2 separate regions of the Oryctolagus cuniculus genome follow, and region 2 is linked to region 1. A link is a contact called in public Micro-C data. All regions are on one chromosome and are shown on one strand. Each heading gives the region's core, a stretch centred on a gene start, on an enhancer-like site or on the middle of the called end of the contact. The rest is flanking DNA. Distances are from core to core; before and after follow the strand shown.

Region 1 (2,690 bases), core at 103-2,602:
GAACCAAGGCAGACATTTGACCCAGCAGCTGAGAGCCAGCATCCCACGTGAGAGTGCCTGGGTTCCACCCCTCCCTCTGGCTCTGGACTCCAGCTCCCTGCTAATGTGCACCTGGGAGGATGCTGTGGGGGTTCTGGTGGTTGGGTTCCTGCCGCTCCCTGCTGAGTTGAGTTCCAGCTCTCAGCTTCCTGGCCCAGGGAGGGGCCGCTGTGGGCATTTGAGTGGGAACTCTCTTCCTCTGTCTGCCTGCCTCTCAAATAAATAAATAAACTTCAAAAAATCAGAATGGTGGTTGTCCCTGAGGATAATGTTCTTTTTTTTTTAATGTATATATATATACTTGAAAGTAAAAGTTACAGAGAAAGGGGGAAAGACACACACAGAGATCTCCCATCATGGTTCACTCCCCCAGATGGATGCGATGGCCAGGGTTCAGCCAGACTGAAGCTGGAAGCCAGGAGCTTTATCTGGGTCTCCCACATGGGTGGCAGGGGCCCAAGCACTTAGGCCATCTTCTGCTGCTTTTCCCAGGTGCATTAGCAGGGAGCTGGATGGAAAGTGGAGCATACAGGATATGAACCGGCGCCTGCATGGGATACCGGCAATGCGTTGAATGTGGCCGCTTCACCTGCTAAGCCACAATGCCGGCCCCGAGGCTTGTGGTAGACCTTGGTAGAAGATTGTGTACCATGCCACAACTGCAGAGCCAGCCAGGACTGGACCCCAGGTGGCCCAGCCCTGGAGGCCATGGTTTTCATCAGCAGCCCAGTTGCCCTGCTGAGGACACGGGGCTGTCGGTGTGGGTGAGATCATGATGGGAGATGAAGAGGGAGCGCACTGAGAGGCAGGAGGAAGACTCAGAGGGACTGTAAGGCTGACCTTCCTCAAGAGTTGATGTCAACATTGAGTCCTGCCAGGGTGCACCAGCATGGGGGTGGCGCCTTACCATTGTTCTTGGCACAGCCGAGCGCCTATGTGAGCCGGGCCATGGCAGCTCCACTGGCGCGGCTGGGAGGAAGCTGGCTAGTGGTATAATGAGGTAAGGAGGGATGGACAGTGCACGACTTTCCCAGGAAGCTTGGCTGCACAGGAGAGAGAGTGAGCGGGCAAGACAGTAATTAGAGGGCTGGAACTTCCTTGCAGAGGCTCAGCCCTGACCACAGCCGGCCCCATGCAGAGACGCTGGACTTCGCCCACCCACCAGGGCTGCTACTTGTCCTTCTGTGAGGTGAAGGTCTGTTGGCCACAGTTATCCTCGGCACAGCCTGAGGGCTCCATGCAGAGCTGAGATCAGCTGACCCCACCATTGCTCATTTCCTGCCGTCCTTGGCAGGCCTTGATGGGCGTCCACCCTTCTCCACTAAACCCAGTGCTTTCTCTTCCTAATTACTCTCGCCCTGCTCCCCACGCCCCTCCCTGCACGAAGCCTGGGGCCATGCTCAGCTCACACTGCCGCTGCCCTTCTGTGCGTGCCTGACACCTGGTTGTCCCCAGGACCTTCTTCCCTCAATGAGTTCACTTGCTTTCCTAAGTGCACATGCTGGTTGGCGATGGGAGCATGGGTGAGCAGCCTGCTCTGGGCTCTCCATATCCTACCATCGTTATGGCGGTGCGAGGCTCAGTTAGGGATGCATTTAGCAGCAAGTAACGGAAGACCTCACTGAAGTAGTGAGGAGTCCTGGAGCAGGTCCAGGAGTGGCTGCTTCGTCAAGGACCTGCCACCTGCTCACATGGACACTCTGTCCTCCAACTGCAACACGGCTACAGCTGTTCCAGCCCTCACAAGTGGAGATTGCACTGAAGAACAACAAAATCTTCCCTGGGAGCCCCCCGAGTCCTGCTGACTGGGACTGACCAGGACTGGGTCAGCAGGCACAGGGATGGAAACACAGTGATTGGCTGGACCCACAAGATTCAGTATGGGAGGGGCCACTGTACAAAATCCAGACTTTGCTAGCGAGGGGAAAGGGCTTGGCAGCTATGTTGGCATCCTCAGTGCTTGTCTTAAAGGTCAGATAAAATCTCTTTCACCTTGCATGAAGACGGAGGGTAACATAGCTTCAGGTGCCAGACTAATTGGATTCAATCTCACTTTGGCCTTGGACAAGTGACCTAAGTGAACTGTGCCACAGCTTCTTCATCTGTAAAAAGAGGGTCACTGGGGGCAAGTGGGATAGCAATTCACATGCCGTTTGGAGGGGCCAGCGCTGTGGCGAAGTAGGTTAAGCCTCCACCTGCAGCACCAGCATCCCATATGGGCTCTGATTTGAGTCTAGGCTCTCCACTTCCAATCCAGCTCTCTGCTAATGCACCTGGGAAAGCAGCAGAAGATGGCCCAAGTGCTTGGGCCCCTGCACCCGCGTGGGAGACCTGAAAGACGCTCCTGGCTTCGGATCTGCCCAGTTCTGGCCATTGCGGCCATCTGAGGAGTGAACCAGCAGATGGAAGACCTTTCTCTCTCTCTCTCTCTCTCTCTCTCTCTCTCTCTCTCTCTCTCTCTCTCCCTCCCTCCCTCTCTTCCTCTCTCTGGCTGTAACTCTGCCTCTCAAATAAATAAGTAAATCTTTAAAAAATGATGCCATTTGGAATTCACACATCCTACATCACAGTGCCTGGTTTGAGTCCCAGCTCCTCTGCTTCTGATCCACCTTCCTGCTAATGTGCAACCTGCGAGGCAGCAGATGGTGATC
Region 2 (2,690 bases), core at 76-2,575, 68 kb before region 1:
AAGCCTGGCTCTTGCTACCTTCACACCGCTCTTCTCTGCTTCCTCTTTGGTATCTTCCCCCCAGCCATCGCCCCTGACCCAAAGGTGTCTGAGACCCAGAGCCTGGCGCTGCTGAAGAAAGTCCTCCTGGCTAGAGGGCGAGTGCCTGCAGGACCTCTCACGGACATGAGGGGGCAGCAGAGACGCGGCTTTCTCTCCCCTCACTTGGCCCTTACAACACAAGGCGGGCGGCTCCCCACAGAGGCCCTGGGGGAGGCTCAGACAATCAGGATGGGACGTCTCCAATCTAGATTTTCAGCTTGGCACTCCGCCTGACCTTAGCTTCCTCTTTGTCCTCCCTCTGACTGGTCCAGGCCACACCCTCTCTCCAACACCCAGAAACCTTCCCAGCACCTTGCTTGCTGCCAGCCCTCCATTCCCCGCGTAGCCCTAGCCCTCCCTTGCCTTTATCCTCTCATGCAGGTTGGCCCCAAATGAACGCCCAAAGGGGCCCCAGTGAGGGAAAAACCCGAATGCTACAGGCCGTGCTTGCATATTTACTCCTAACGTTGCTTACTAGAAGTGCTTATTTCTAATAGTCTAATGTTCCTGATATTTGAATGCTGGAGTCCGTGCCTGAAGAATTCTTGGTGTGCACGGACACATTCAAGGCTCTGAGAAGTTCTGCGAAGTTCCGCAGCCTCAACGTTGCCTCCCTGCCGTGCCCACATCAAAGGCGGAGGTTCCCAGGGGCCCATAAATCAGTCAACAGGGGCTCGTGAAACGCCTCTGACTCTCAGCCCAGACCCTGCTGCTCACCCTGGGATTACCCCAAAGCCTCCTAACTGGTCTAACTGCCTTGGTTTCTCCTGCTCCCCTGCTGCCGCCAGCTTAATCTTCCCCAAACACCACTTCCAGGCACCACCAGCTGAGAACCCGCAGGAGCCCCGCCCTCCCGACCTCACCGCCTTATCACCAGGACTTTCCCACACCCAGCCCAGCGCTCTGGGCTCAGGGCCCTACGCACAGTCTCCAGCACTGGGCTGGGGCACGGCTTTAGCTTCCCCTTTGTGTGGGCCTAGAACCTTCTCCTGCAGGCCGTGCGTCCCAATGCTACTCATTCTTCCTATAAACCCAGCTCACAGCACACCTCTGCCAGGAGGCTGGCATCTAGCTCCCCAAAACCCTGCTATGGGTGGGCACTGGACAGTCAGAGCCACGCCACGGTCCAGCTTCCCCTCCGTGCTGGCCCCCTGCAGAGCCAGGGACGGGGCTTTCACTCCCTGGGTTTTCCCATGGCGCCCAGCCGCGTGGGGGCTTCTCAGACACCTCACCCAAGGGCGCCGGAGGAATGCAGCATTGCCCGCGGTGTGGGCCAGGGTGGGGGAGCAGAGGCCGCGCACTGACCCTCGCAGGCCTGCTGGCCGCTCCGGAGGCTGTAGCCGGCCGTGCACATGCAAGAGCGCGTCGTCTCCGACGTGGGCAGGCAGAGCTGGGAGCAGTCGCCGTTGTTGACGCTGCAGGGGTTGGTGCCCTCGTGGTCTGGGGGGTGGGGGTGAGAGGCAGACAGAGGGTCAGGGGGCCTTCGGGACGGTCACCACCTTCACCCTGGGCCTGGTGGGGGCTACCACCCACCCCGCTCCCAGGTCTTCTGTCCTCCCAGGGCCGGTGACCAAGGCTGTCATGGGAAGGAGCAAAAGGAGCCCACGGTGGGGGGTGCAGCCAAGGCCTCTCACTTCCGTTCCGGCCCGCTGCCCTGCCCGCTGCCCGCCCTGAGTTCTGGGCCCCACCAGCCCCGCTGCCCCCTCTGAGCTCCGGGCCTGCCCCAGCCCCGCTGCCCGCCCTGAGCTCCGGGCCTGCCCCAGCCCTGCTGCCCCCTCTGAGCTCCAGACCCCTGCCCCAGCCCCGCTGCCCGCTCTGCACTCCAGGCCCCGCCCCAGCCCTGCCGCCTACCGAGCTGGATGCTCTCGTCATAGACCTTCATGTGCATCACCAGCGTGGTGCTGTTGCGCAGGACCACGGCGCCCGAGCCGTCGGCCTTGTTGCAGGTACCCATCTTCTCCGACACCTGATCTGCCCACCACAGCTTGTCCCCTGGGGAGGCAGGAGGCGGTGAGGCCCGCGGAGCCCCAAGGCCGTCATCTGTGCGTGGCCTGCCCTCCCCGCGGCGGGCCCTCACCCATGATGGCCAGGGCGGTGGCCTTGCCCAGCTGGCTGCGCATGGCGTCTATGACCTCCAGGCCGCTGCCGTCCAGGTTGCAGCGGTTGATGGTGTGGTTCCCGGAGCTGATCCAGTAGAGCTTACTCTCAGGGAAGTCGATGGCCAGGCCTGAACCAGGAGGGCGGGGGGCAGGGGTGAGAGTTCGTGGAAGGGGCATCTGGACAGTCACCGAGGTTGGGACGGTGCAAGGGCCCCGCGAGCGTCTCACGCTCGGGGACTTGGGGGAGGGCTACAGGCACAGGCAGGGCAGGCTCCTACCCACAGGGCCCTTCTGGGCGCTGAAGAGCAGGGTGCGGTTGCTGCCGTCCATGTTGGCCATGCTGATGTTGTCACCGTCCGTCCAGTAGAGTTTCCTGCAGGTGGGGCCGACAGTGGCAGCGTCAGGGTCTCCCGCTGCCCACCTGCCCAGCCTCTCCCCCCGAGCCCCCCAGCCCCAGGCGTCGGACCCACCCCCGCAGTGGGTGGACCACCAGGCCGTGAGGCTGCTCCA

The links. A called contact is a pair of places that touch in the nucleus more often than the background predicts.
Region 2: a Micro-C map of ear pinna shows a contact between it and region 1, with 2.3 times the contacts expected there. The contact joins two enhancer-like sites. A contact is called at or near these places in 3 of 6 Hi-C or Micro-C datasets (ear pinna, embryonic fibroblasts and skin fibroblasts).

Annotation. Positions count from the first base shown.
Region 1 is chr11:59,756,258-59,758,947 of mOryCun1.1, reverse strand. No RefSeq gene overlaps it. Among named protein-coding and RNA genes, the nearest start is that of STAT6, 12 kb to the right of the region's middle. Within about 2 kb of position 1,352, at least 1 of the 8 cell types and tissues checked has an H3K27ac peak or open chromatin away from gene starts, as enhancers often do.
Region 2 is chr11:59,823,781-59,826,470 of mOryCun1.1, reverse strand. LRP1 (LDL receptor related protein 1) reads right to left here. Exons shown (of 89, transcript XM_051832985.2): 30 at 2,651-2,690; 31 at 2,459-2,553; 32 at 2,159-2,308; 33 at 1,933-2,073; 34 at 1,387-1,521. Among named protein-coding and RNA genes, the nearest start is that of NXPH4, 31 kb to the left of the region's middle. Within about 2 kb of position 1,325, at least 1 of the 8 cell types and tissues checked has an H3K27ac peak or open chromatin away from gene starts, as enhancers often do.